Linked DNA regions of Mus musculus: region 1 is linked to region 2. Evidence: chromatin contacts called from public promoter capture Hi-C data. All regions are on one chromosome and are shown on one strand. Each heading gives the region's core, a stretch centred on a gene start, on an enhancer-like site or on the middle of the called end of the contact. The rest is flanking DNA. Distances are from core to core; before and after follow the strand shown. Region 1 overlaps Ptgs1 (prostaglandin-endoperoxide synthase 1). Region 2 overlaps Lhx6 (LIM homeobox protein 6).

Region 1 (6,394 bases), core at 3,379-5,878, 160 kb after region 2:
CTCCAACATGGACATAATCAAGGAAGACATTTTACTTTGTAATGTCTTGGCAGACTCCTGCTTCATGATGACTCGTCCTTACCCCAGGGAAGAAAGACTGACATTGTTTAAAATAGGCAAATTATAGCCAATTTTGTAGCTGAAGTTTTTTACCAGGACACAGCCACAGCTGTGCTGCTGCCCATGGCTGTGCTTGTGGTATAAGAACAAGAAAGCACAGATCTGAGAAAGATCACACACCCTGTTGGGCTTACCTCCTTTCACACCACTCCTCAGGTCCACTGTTTTATGGAGGAGGACAGTGAGGTTTATAGATGAGAGGGCTTGTCTCTGCTCACACAGTTAACAAATAGCATTGCCAGTTGTAAGCACAGGTTACTTTGCTCCAGGGTAATGGGGTCTATCATATTTAATTTTAAAAATAGATTTATTTTTATTTTATGTGTATGAATGTTTCGCCTGCATTTCCTGCACTATGTGTGGATATGGGGCCTACAGAGGCCAGAAGAGGGCATTAGATTCCCTGGACCTGGAGTTAGGGATAGTTACAAGCTGCCATGAAGATGCTGGGAACCAAACTGGGTCCTCTGGAAAAGCTGCCAGTGCTTTTAATGACTGATTCATCTTCCCAGACTCCAACTCTATGTTTTGTTGTTGTTATCTTATTATGGGAAAGCTGAAAATGCACACAAAAGTTGAGAGGAAGGGATGGAGAATCATGTTCTGGTTTCAGCACGACCCACATTTACCCAGCCTTACTTCATCTAGCCCTGCCCCCACCCTTTGATCTCATTATGAAACCCTAGGTAGTTTGGAACTTCATGTAGACCAGGCTGGTCTTGAACTCACAGTGGTCTGCCTGCCTTGCCTCCTGAGTGCTGGGATTAAATCCATGTTCCACAACACTACACTGCTCCACTTTTCATTTTTTAATGGAGTTTTAAAAATTTTATATTAATAAATTATTAATGTGTTTATGTGTATGGGTGTGCATGTGTCATTCTGTGTGTGTGTGTGTGTGTGTGTATGTGTGTGTGTAGGCCAGAAGACAATTTTGTGGAGTTGGTTTTTTTTCCTATCACCATTATGTGGGTTTGGGGGCTTGAGCTCAGATGGTCAGGTCTCTATGCCAGGAGCTTTTATCTGCTGAACCATCTCACTGGCTCCTTCTTATGATTTTGAGATATAGTCTCTTTGTGTAACCCAGGCAGGCTTTTAACTAGAGATGTCCTTGCCTTGGTCTCCTCATTGCTGGGATTACAGGTGCACACCTATAGGAGATTTAAAAATGAGTTCAGAATGCAAGGCATTTCCTTGGCAAATACTTCAAGCTCTTTCTTTTGGTAGAGCAGGCTACAGATTACCTGTGGGGAGGGAGGATTGGCTCTGAGGAGGAGTCTTCGGCCTTCCTGCTTGGGCTAGTTTGCCTGAGGACTTCTGGGAGCCCAGTGATCCTCAGGGCATGTAGGTACAAGCAAGAGCTAGGCATCTTCTGCCCTTTCCTACCTCCCCAACCAGGGAAGAAACAGTTACCAGATGTTCAGCTTCTGGCCCAACAGCTGCTGCTGAGAAGGGAGTTCATTCCTGCCCCCCAGGGCACCAACATCCTGTTTGCCTTCTTTGCACAACACTTCACCCACCAGTTCTTCAAGACCTCTGGAAAGATGGGTCCTGGCTTTACCAAGGCCTTAGGCCACGGGGTGAGTATGTGGGACAGGGAGGGAGTCTCAGGTGCCACATGCAGGCTATCATCAGAATCCATGTGATCTGAATGGACCGTTCTCTGACCTCAGGTAGACCTTGGCCACATTTATGGAGATAATCTGGAACGACAGTATCACCTGCGGCTCTTCAAGGATGGGAAACTTAAGTACCAGGTAGTGCTGGCATGGGGAGGGGACAGTGTGAAGGGTCTCCCTTGTTCTCTCTTATAAAGATGGCTGGGTAGGCAAATTGAAGAACTACCAGAGTGAAGGAAACCAGGAGGACAGAGAGTAAAGGCTGGGAGGAGTTAACAGGGCAAAAGCAAATAAAGAACGGGGTAGATTTCTGTGGCCTCCTGGGGATATTTTCATTTCCTTAGCTGTTTCACTCCCTGGAATGGGCACCATGATGGAACTTGTACACATGACTGAGTCAGTATCCATCTTAGCCATGGGCCCAACCATCAAGAAACCATAATCTATCAGGGGTCAAATACAGGATTACCAGGGTACAGGCAAACCACAGTCCAACAAATCATGAACCTGACTGTCTGGATATGGGTGAACCACAGTTTATACATACATGACTGTCAGGGTACAGGCTGTAGCAAGATTTCTTGTGTAAACCAGAGCTGTCCAACAGTAGTGTGAGCCTCATATGTAATTCAAATTTCCTAGTGGCTTCAGTAACAAAAGTAAAAAACAGATGAGATGGATTTTAATAGCATACTCTACTTGGGCTGGTAAGATGGCTCAGCTGGTAAAGGCACTTGCCACCAAGCCTGACAGCCAGTGTTTGATCCCTGGGAGAGATCTGATTCCTGCAAGTTATCCTCTGACCTCCACAGCTTTGCTTTGATACCAGGATGCTCTTGCCTCTGCACACAGACATAAATAAATGTAATACAAATTAAAAAGGTTCTCATTGGAGATGGCTCTCTCTAGATTTCATAAACTTTGTAATTGAATAAGTAGATTCACAAACCCAGTAGCTGAAACATCAGCTTTAAAAATGTAAAACTATAGGGCTGGAGAATTGAGTCAGCGGTTGAGAGCACCTGCTGATCTCGCAGAGAACCTGGCCTTGGTTCCCGGCATCCACATAGAGGCTCTCAACCTCTGGAACTCCAGCTCTAAATGATCTGATGCCCTCTTCTGGCCTCTGTGGCCATACTCACACTGGAGGCATACATACATACATACATACATACATACATACATACATACATACACACACATACATACATACATACATACATAGTATACATACAAAAAAATCTAAAAAAGGAGAATCTAAAACAAAATCAAGTAAAATCTAAACTAAATGAAATGAAGTTCTACAGTCTAGTCATATTTGGAGATTTGGAGCCACAGGTGGCTAGTGGCTTTCACACTGTATTCTGGAAACCTGAAAGATCTTAAGGAAAATTCATTGGGGCATCTTCAGAACGGAGAACGGCACTTGCATATGGCTTGGCAGTGTGTGTATTTGTGATACTCTTGTGATAACTGCCACCAACCAGTCGGTACCATTAGAGAGTCTGGAGGCTGAGACTGCTCCCCTATGAAGTTAAGGTTGCAAGGGAATTGAGGAAGCCAAGAACGGGCCATGGTCATCTTCTTGCTCCCTAGGGCATTTAGCTGTGAGAAGATTTGGAGGCAAGAAGATCCAGGGATTCCTAAGAGACGTCTGAGTGAGAGGAAGGGAGCTACTGTGGGTGATTCCAGACACCTCTTTAGGGGCATGTTGTATGGAGGTCTCCCTCTCCTCCTCCCCACTCCGTCTCTCAGGGGTATACTGATTGCTGTGTACCCAAGTGGTAAGGGCAAGAGTTGGCTTAGGGCAGGCACTTAGGGAGCAGCAGGCAGATGGGCCAGGGCTGAGGTAGTAAAGTCGGAACACAGGAGCCGGCTGTGGAGAGCTCCAAGACGGATCTTGGAGGAGGGCCAGAGTCAGGTTGCCAGGCGGCCTCATCCCACAGGTGCTGGACGGAGAGGTGTACCCACCTTCCGTGGAACAGGCGTCCGTGTTGATGCGCTACCCACCAGGTGTCCCGCCTGAAAGGCAGATGGCTGTGGGCCAGGAGGTGTTTGGGTTGCTTCCGGGGCTGATGCTCTTCTCCACGATCTGGCTTCGTGAACATAACCGCGTGTGCGACCTGCTGAAGGAGGAGCATCCCACGTGGGATGATGAGCAGCTCTTCCAGACCACTCGCCTCATCCTTATAGGTGAGCACATGCCCCGAGAGGCAGGAAAGCAGGGTTAGGACCCTGGTGTTACTGAACCTGGGGAGTCACAGCCTGAGCCCGAGCCAGGGTTTGGCTACCCATACTCAGGCCCAGGTCTCCAGGCTGTGGCTTCAGTTCCTACACGCGCTGACTTGCTATGAGCCTAGAAGGAAGGAAGGCTCTGAGTACATTTGATTGGTCACCTCAAACCCCAGTTTGTTTCTCCCTTGTGCTGTACCCAGTTTGGCCTTAAAGTCCTCAGCACACCAGCATCAAACCTCAGCTTACCCTACCCTCAGGAACCCCCAATTTCTCTCTCTCTGTCTATCAGCCTTTGTAGAATTTGGTAGATTCTAGGTGACTCAGGGACAAGATATTTTTGTGTCTCCTACGGGGGTGAGTCCATAACCTAAAATGTCAGATGGTTTCCTGCCTGGACCCTGCACCTCTGTCCAGACCAGGCTCTCCTTGTCTGAGTCACTACCTCTGGGTACAAGTGGGCATGGCTGGTTCCAATTATAGAGGCTAATTCACCGGCTTCTAGAAGAGTTGGTCACTGGGGATAAGAGTAGCCAGAGGAAGGACAGGCTGATTCTTCGGAAGTCTGTATAGCCCAGACCTTTACCAGAGAGGCCAGGCCTGTGGGTAAAGCAGCCCAGCAGGCTGCAATGTGAAGACACTGTTAATCAGACTTAGGACTTCAGCCGACCCATGTTGACACGGCTGAGGTTGCCAGTCCTATGTCAACAGCACAAATGCCTCTGTTGTCCCCTTCTCACATGACCGGATACATGATCATATGGAAATCGCATAGCGATTAATAGTGCCTACAGTTTACAGTCGAGGAAAGTGAGCTTTAGTAGGACAAATAACTCAAGCTCAATTGACTCAAGCTCAGATGCCTACATACCGAGAAGCTAGGATTGGAGCCCAGTTCTGCTAACCGCAAGTCCTGTGGCTCCAGGTCAGTTTACTAAAAAGCCAGTTTATCTGTTGGCTGATTGGTCCAGATAACAGCTTCCTCTAACGATCCAGCTGGCCAGTTTTTATATTGTTCTGGAATGTTCAAACGTAAGTAATCTTTCTTGGCTGTTTGCTTTGTGTATAGCTGCTGCCTAAGGGATTAAAGGGAACCCCCTGCCCATGAGATTCTGACATATATATCAGCACACCAGAAATGTATTACACTTAAACAAATGCTTAGGGCTGGGCTCCCTAGCTGTGTGGGGCTTTCTTTGGCTGCTGCAGCAGCAGCAGCTGTCAGATGGGCTCTCTGAAGCCCTCGTCCCTCACTGAGAGCTTCAGAGAAATGACATTCCTCACTAATACAATGTTGTGCTTTTGTATCTTTCAGAGTTTCTCAGCTTAAAATTTTTTTTTGAGACTAAGTCTTTTCATTTAGACCATTCTGGCATCAATGCTGAAACCCTCTTGCCTCAGCACCTCTTATGCCCCCCAGTTCTGGGTTTACAGGCTTGGCTTCTCCAGACCCTTGTCATGGTCTGTAGGAGGGAGGCTACATCAGGGTTGGGAAAATGATTCTTTTTTTATCTTTTAATTTATTTTAGATATTTTGGTATTTTGGCCTTCATGTATATCTGTGTGTCATGTGCCTGGCTGGTGTCCTTGGAGGTCAGAAGAAGGCACCAGATCCATTTGAACTGGAGTTACAGATGGTTGTGAGCCACCATGTGGGTGCTGGGAATTGAACCTGGGTCCCTGGGAAGAGCAACCTGTGCTCTTAACCTCTTAGCCGTCTCTCTCTCTCTAGCTCATGGAAACCAGTTCTTGAATGACTCTTTTCCTGGGTCTAAGGCCTGCCTATGGAGCAGCAGTACCCTTGTCTGGGTCTCTCAGTCAAGTCGGAGACAGTTCTGTTTTCACATCCCCTTACAAGGACACAAAGCAGAAGTGACCAAGGGGAGTAAATGAACTCCAGCATCAGCAAGGAGAGGAGAGCAAGCACTTTTCACGAGATGTTCATTTCCCATGCATTGAGCTCTGCTGACCTTGTTTCTTATCTTCCCCTTGTAGGAGAAACCATCAAAATTGTCATTGAGGAGTATGTGCAGCACTTGAGTGGCTATTTCCTGCAGCTCAAGTTTGACCCGGAGCTGCTGTTCCGAGCCCAGTTCCAATATCGAAACCGCATCGCCATGGAATTTAACCATCTCTATCACTGGCATCCACTCATGCCCAACTCCTTCCAAGTGGGCTCACAAGAGTACAGCTACGAGCAGTTTTTATTTAACACTTCTATGCTGGTGGACTATGGGGTTGAGGCACTGGTGGATGCCTTCTCTCGCCAGAGGGCTGGCCGGGTAAGCTTGAGAGAAACAGAGGCATCAGGGGTGGGCTCTGGGATACAACAGACTTGGTTCAAACTCCCCAGTTTCTTCATCTGTGGAATGAACACTCTGTTACTTCTACAGGTGGTTGTAAACATCCCTGTGTGAATTCTC
Region 2 (6,374 bases), core at 2,587-5,086:
CTCAGAACAAAACCCAGGCAAGTTCTCCATGTGTCCACAAAAGCAGGAGCCCCCAGAACTCTGTCCCAGTGTTGTTCCTGCTGTTCCTGGTTTGGGGAAATTAGAAGCAACAAGGAGGGCAGAGTCAGCTGTAGGTGCAGCCAGCTATGAAACATGAGACATGGGTAAGAAGCAAAGAACAGGAAAAGTGAACCGTACAGCAGAGCAAAAGACGTCCCACACAATGTGGCTCACAACGCAATGCCATTCTCAAAAATTAAAAACACATTTGCACACAAAACAAGAGGACAAATTTTATAGAACTGCATGCATTTTTAGGGGTGCATGCCCTGCCATTAGAGTGGGTTCTTGTTGTGGTGGGGGAGGGACTGGATCTGGATATGTGTGTAGAGGAGAAAGAGAGAAGACAGGAAAATGAAACAAGATTCCATAGAGGGTCCCTGACAGAGCATTGGGGATACTGCTCTATGCACTGAAGATTGGGGCTTAGTCAACTGTGAGACTTGGAAATGCAGCAGCCATGGGCTCAGATCCTCTTGGGCCCTCCCACATGCTAACCCAGAGGTTGAGCACAAGTGGTGAGACCTCTAGTGAGCCTCTGTTCATCTTCCCAGCGGTGGGAAAGACTTACTTGTGTGGAGACCATGAGGATGGAGTGCAGGGAGAGGATGCATTCGGGCCTCTGAGTATAATGCCAGCACAACTGTATTCTTCCTTTGCATCCCTCACTTCGTACCTGAGGCTCTGTATCCTGGTACTTTATGTTAGCCCAGTGCAGTAGGGCTGCTACTACTCATGGTATGTCAGCAGATGAATGTCTGAGTGTGTAAGGCTGTCACTCTGTCTGTCAGGATCAAGCCAAAGGCTCTGGCTATCTTCCTCAGCCCCACCTTCACACCATGAACTCTTTCTTCTCTAACTCAGAGGTCAGTGTCCCGTGCCTAGCCACTCTGCTGAGGGATGCTATAACAATAGAAAGGTCTGTTCTAGCCATTCAGAGCTAAACAAACTCCTGGTCCAGCAGTCTGTGCTGGAAGGCACTGCAGGCCCCAAGATCCCCAGGCTGGGAAGGTCCTAGTGAATACCAGGAGTAACTGGATTCTCTCTCCCTACAGATGATGACGAACATGAGTGGATTGTCAGGACCTGCCGCAAGGGCTGGTTGCCAATGCCCAAACAGAAGTCCTAGCCATGAGCACCTCGGCCTCAGCATCTCACCAGGGACTTCCTTCTGCCCACTGCTGGCCTGGGAAACTGGCTGTAGTCCTAGCTTCGACTTAAGTTTCAGAATAAAGGTTTTCTGCACTGAACAGCCCCAAGGGTGAGTGAGTGAGTGCTTTAGAAGAATGTCTTAGAAGATGCACCCATTTCACCTGCTTCAGTGCCACCTTGGTAGACCTGGGCCCAAGCCCAGACTGGGGCTTGGCATGTGCATCCCCAGTTACTTCTTATGCATGGAAAGCTCAAGAACCCTCATCTCATGACACGGATGTCTTACTGAATAAGCAGCTAAGTGGAGAGAGTCTTCTGCATATGGGGACTCTGTGGCTCAGAGAAGTGGGACTCGCTGGGTGACTCACTAGGTCTCAGCAGCTCCCCACTGGTACTTTCCCCAGGACCGCCTTTCCCTCTGGATCTGCAAGGTGCTTTGGTACCTACCTGGGGTTCAAATCTCAGCTCTGTCTCGGCCACCCACCATGCAACTTTGGGCAAGTCACCTCCCTAAGCCTCAGCTTCTGCATCTATAAAATCATAAGGAAGTGTTGCTGTAGTGGCTGACCTCTCCGTGAGGTCAGTGAGCAGTTCAGTGAGGCAAATGAGAGTTCAAGAAGCCAGCACCTGTCAAGTGATCACGTTGACCTTAAAGATCTGTTTGTGCCACTATAACGATAGCACTTGGAAGAGTAAGGCAGACAGACCCCAAGCTCCAGAGCCAGCCAAGGTTACAGATCAGAAATAGAAATAAAAATAACCTGGTAGTTGTGCACATAATCACCCCAGAAAGAGGATGGTAAAATGACCCAGGGCTACTCTTGGGCCCTAAGCATCCTGTATCTTCCCATGACTATTTGCCTGTCCATGGAGGCTACCCGCCCCCCCCCCTTTAGACCCCAGGTTATGATCCATGGTTTACTGGACCTGCCTGTGGAGATAGAAGAGGGGTCAGACTAGGGAGAGATCAACTGAAATTTGCAGGGGAACAAACAAACAGATTGGATGTGCAGAGAGAGACATCAGTCAAGGAAGGTTTAGGTCCCTTAGCTAGCTGCACCATGCAGTGGACCTGGGGAAGTCATCTCTGTCTTTTAAGGCTTTAGTTACCCTAGGAAACTGACAGGGGAGAGCCCCACTGCTGATTTTCAAACTTGGGCTTTCAAAGATAGAAGGTACATAGCAAAAAACCACATACACACTTGTGTACACATACAACTAAGTGTGTATTCTCTATCATATACAAATATTTAGCAGCAGAAACAAAGTTAGGGGTGGAGGATACAAAAAAAGAAAAAGGGAATTGTGAAGATGGCTCAGTTGCTACAGCACTTGCTGCATAAGCCTGAGGACCTTACTCTTGATGCCCTAGCACCCAGGTGAAAAACCAAGCAGAGTCTGTTCCCATCACTCTAGTGCTGGCTGCAGCGATGGAGACAGGAGATTCTCTGTGGCGTGCTACCCTGCTGGGCTAGCCAAATTGGTGAGCTCTGTGTTGGGGGTGAGGGGCTCTGTCTCAAAAAGTAAAGTAGACAGCTACTGAGGAAAATAATGAATAGACCTAGGGCCTCTATGTGGTGTACTGGCATCACACACACACACACACACACACACAAAAGTTTTCATGCAAGAGGTATAAACAACATGCCCAGGGCTGCAGCACATGAGAATGCCTTCACACCCTCCAGGCAGCTCTACCCTCCATACCCAAGGCTTTGAGCTGAACAAAGGATTTTGCAGAGGAACTAAACAGTCAACCACCAGCCCACTGGGCGCATACGTGTGGCTCTGGAACCTGACAAAACCACCGGGAGAGTCAGCCTGGGGCTGAAGCTGAAGCCATCGGGTTGGGTTCTTCCCCAGCAGGTCCCTGTGTACTTTCTCCCCTGCCCTCCCCCAACACCCTCGCCTCCATACCTAGTCTGCAAATCTTGTTGGATTGGACCCAGCGCAGACGCCTCCCCCCGACCCCCACCCCCGCAGGCTCCCAACATACTAGAGGAGTGTCTGTTGACAGCAGCACTGGCCAGCCGGAGAGCTCCTCCCAGGCAGAGCAGGACTGGACTCTGAGTTTGCAGAGCAGCACAGGACACCACAGATGGTTGGTGTTCAGAAAGCAGAACAGAGGTCAGCAAGCAGCCCGACTTCCCACAAAGTAGTCAATACACAGGGACAGCACAGCATCAGAGTAGAAACTGTGCCTTAGCCCCGTGCCTTAGGCCACTGCCTGTGGTACCAGTTCTCTAGGGTTACACCAAGCAGCAGCTCACACCAAAGCCAGGGTCCTAAGCCTTTAACTGACAAGGGTTTAGCAAGAGAAAAATGGAATTCCATGGCATTCTGGGTTTAAGTGCCGGCACTTCTACTCGCATTAACTTTATTTATTACACAAATAAGACATTTACAAAGCACAACATGAAAGGTATGTAACAAAACAGACATTGGTTTTACAAAAAAAGTGCTTACAATTTTTTTCCATTTGTGTGTGTTCCCCCGTGTGTGTGTGTGTGTGTGTGTGTGTGTGTGTGTGTGTGTGTGTGTTTAAATAAATAGCCTCGATGACCTGTACATTCCCAGGCTGTTCTCAACAGGGTAGTGGAGACGTCTGACTGCAACATGCTACTGCCACGTGATCCACACAAGAAATAGGCCCTGGGGGAAGGAAGGCTCAAGGCAGAGTGGGTACCAAGTAACCTGGGCTCAGCTGGCCACTTGCCACATGGTTGCAATTGGGGTTTTGATCATTAGGAGCAAAAATCAAAGGAAAGATCTGGGTTCCCCAAAGTCAGGGATCAGGCCAGGTTCCTCTTGCTTGAGTCAGTGCCTGGCACAGGGTGCTGGAGTTCTGAACCAAACCACGCTCACAGCTTTCTGGGAGGTGCTTTCTCTTTGTCCTCAGTCAGTTGACAATTTTTGGAAGGGAAAAGATGAAAGTTCCCTTCTGGGGTGTCACCCATGCCTAACCCTCCTCCAGGTCCCATAGCAACAGCACAGTTGGTCTCGTCCCAACAAGCATGGGAATTCTTATCCAGACTCTGAGAGATAGAGTGCTGTGATCGATTAGCGATGTCTGCCACAGGTGAAGCAGGAGCAGCAACTGCATACATACCATGAATTTGCCTGTCCTGTCCTGGAGTCTTCTCAAAACAAGGAGGAAGACTTTGGCTAACACATGCTGCTAGGCAGCCTCTGGTGAGAAGTGCATCAGGACACCAAGTCATTCTAGAATTACAGGATAAGCTTGGGATAAATGGCATCCCCTGAAAACATAAGTGGGGGGGCCTGTGTAACCTGAGACCTTTCTTTAGAGTTGGCCTCTGCTCTTAGGAGTGGGTAGAGCTGGCTCTGTGTATTTGGTGGGGAGATTGCAGAGGTGCCAGCTGGCATCCTGGGCTTGGCATGTGCTCACTGAAGCCATGGGTACCTCTCTTCCCTCGGGGATGAATCAGAACTAATATTCTGGCTGCTGTTTCTCTGGGCTCTGTTCCTTGGTCCTCGTGAGTAGTCTCATCCCACCCCTAGAGAAGACTGGCTCAGGCCCTCATCTCAGGACTGAAAAGTGGCCAACAAGGGTCGCTAATGCTAGCCCACCTAAACATTCAGTGGTGTCATCGTGCAGATCAGACGCCATCCTTTCCACGACTCCTGCTAGGTAATTGGGTGGGGGAAACTCCGCCCCCCCCAAGTTTCCTCTTTTCTCTCCATGAAACTCTCGTCACCTCTCCAAGTCCAGCGTACCCAGTCCTTCTCCTCCAAGCCAATTGGGGGGGGGGTCTTTGGCACCCATCCCTGCCCATCCTCTGCCTCTTCATCTGGGCAGGCCTCCATCTCTGCCCTGTTGGGCCTCTCAGGGTTGGTCAGTGTCTCTTCTTTTTCTGAGTTAACTTGACATAACCAGACAGATGGAAATGATAAAATTAGAACACAGCTTTCCTTTGGGGATATCCCACAAACACTGTAGAGTTTTCCAGACAAAAGCAGCAGAGTATATAATGTTGGGGGTTGTTGGCTATTTGGAATTTGGAGATGGTTCCAAGGAAGTAGTAAATAAAGGCCAATGTGGGGGAGAAGAGAACCTGTGAAGTAGGAGGCTGTTGTTGACTCGGACTGAATTAGCCATTGCTGCTGTGATCAGCTGACAGTAGGTAAGTGGGACTCCCAGTTAATGAGGAAAGACAGGCTGCTTGTTTTCATGCTGATGCCACATTTCAGGGAGCCTGCCTTCCCAGAGAGGGACTCTGCTGCTCCTGGTGGGTTCTGGTTCTCAGCAGGAGAGGGAAAGACCAGGCCTGGGTTGATGGGGCCACTGGCAGAGGGCAGGACAGCAGCGGGTGAGGGTGTACACAGAGGTGGTGGATCCCTGGCCACAGCTGGATGCTGGATCTCAGCGGCTGAGGGGCAGCTGTGTGGTGCCCATGGACAGATGTGCAAGCGCCGGCAGCGTTAGTACTGAAAAAGGATGACCTGCAAGAAAAGGGCAACGGAGATGTCTAAACTGGTGCCTTCTACATGCAGCAGCCCTGGGGGACCGTCAGACCTGGAGAAGAATGATGGGCTCAGAGCTTAGACCTGGGCTCGCATCCCAGTTCTCAGTTTATGCTGTGAAACCTTGGGCAGCTCACTTCCCTTCCCCAAGCCTGTTTCCTCATGTGTAAATAGTGATCTCTCATAGCAAGAGCAGCAGCAGAGACCCACCATGTGCTTCGCTCTGGACCCCGTGAACATGGGTGGCGCTGTTACTACAGCACATTGCAACTGTGCTGATTTGTTGTTTGCCATTTTATTAATCCCTGACTTGCCCAATTATGAATTGTGCTTTATCATGGGTATATGTGTATATAGGAGGGGGGTTCAGGCATCCATGGCCTCCATATACAGAGAGCCACTGAGAAGACATTGATAAGCAAAAGCTACTGAGTACCTTCTGTGCACCAGGCATGTGTGTTGGACTCTTCATACACATTGCTTCTCATTTCAACATTGTAGGAGGGCAGAAACTATTATAACCCCATTTAGCAAAGGCAGAAACTGAAGTTGCAAGAAGCTATTTGTACTCGAAGATCTTAGGGGAGGAGGTGACAGATCTGGGAGTCTGGGTGGCCTGACTCCAGCATTCTTCACCCAACCCTGGATATAGCTTCCCTTTGGGCCTGAAGGGCACC

Evidence for each region. Capture Hi-C pulls out chosen DNA fragments and counts their contacts.
Region 1: a promoter capture Hi-C map of liver shows a contact between it and region 2. The contact joins two enhancer-like sites. A contact is called at or near these places in 3 of 9 other capture datasets (adipose tissue, embryonic stem cells and liver).

What each region holds. Positions count from the first base shown.
Region 1 is chr2:36,239,078-36,245,471 of GRCm38.p6, forward strand. Ptgs1 (prostaglandin-endoperoxide synthase 1) reads left to right here. Exons shown (of 11, transcript NM_008969.4): 6 at 1,519-1,700; 7 at 1,794-1,877; 8 at 3,686-3,932; 9 at 5,967-6,253. Among named protein-coding and RNA genes, the nearest start is that of Ptgs1, 12 kb to the left of the region's middle. Within about 2 kb of position 4,629, at least 56 of the 459 cell types and tissues checked have an H3K27ac peak or open chromatin away from gene starts, as enhancers often do. A contact at or near this core is called in liver, where this site is marked.
Region 2 is chr2:36,078,400-36,084,773 of GRCm38.p6, forward strand. Lhx6 (LIM homeobox protein 6) reads right to left here. Exons shown (of 9, transcript NM_001083126.1): 9 at 3,554-5,676. The coding sequence ends at 5,656. Morn5 (MORN repeat containing 5) reads left to right here. Exons shown (of 5, transcript NM_029309.2): 5 at 1,116-1,310. The coding sequence ends at 1,189. Among named protein-coding and RNA genes, the nearest start is that of Lhx6, 22 kb to the right of the region's middle. Within about 2 kb of position 3,837, at least 20 of the 459 cell types and tissues checked have an H3K27ac peak or open chromatin away from gene starts, as enhancers often do. A contact at or near this core is called in liver, where this site is marked.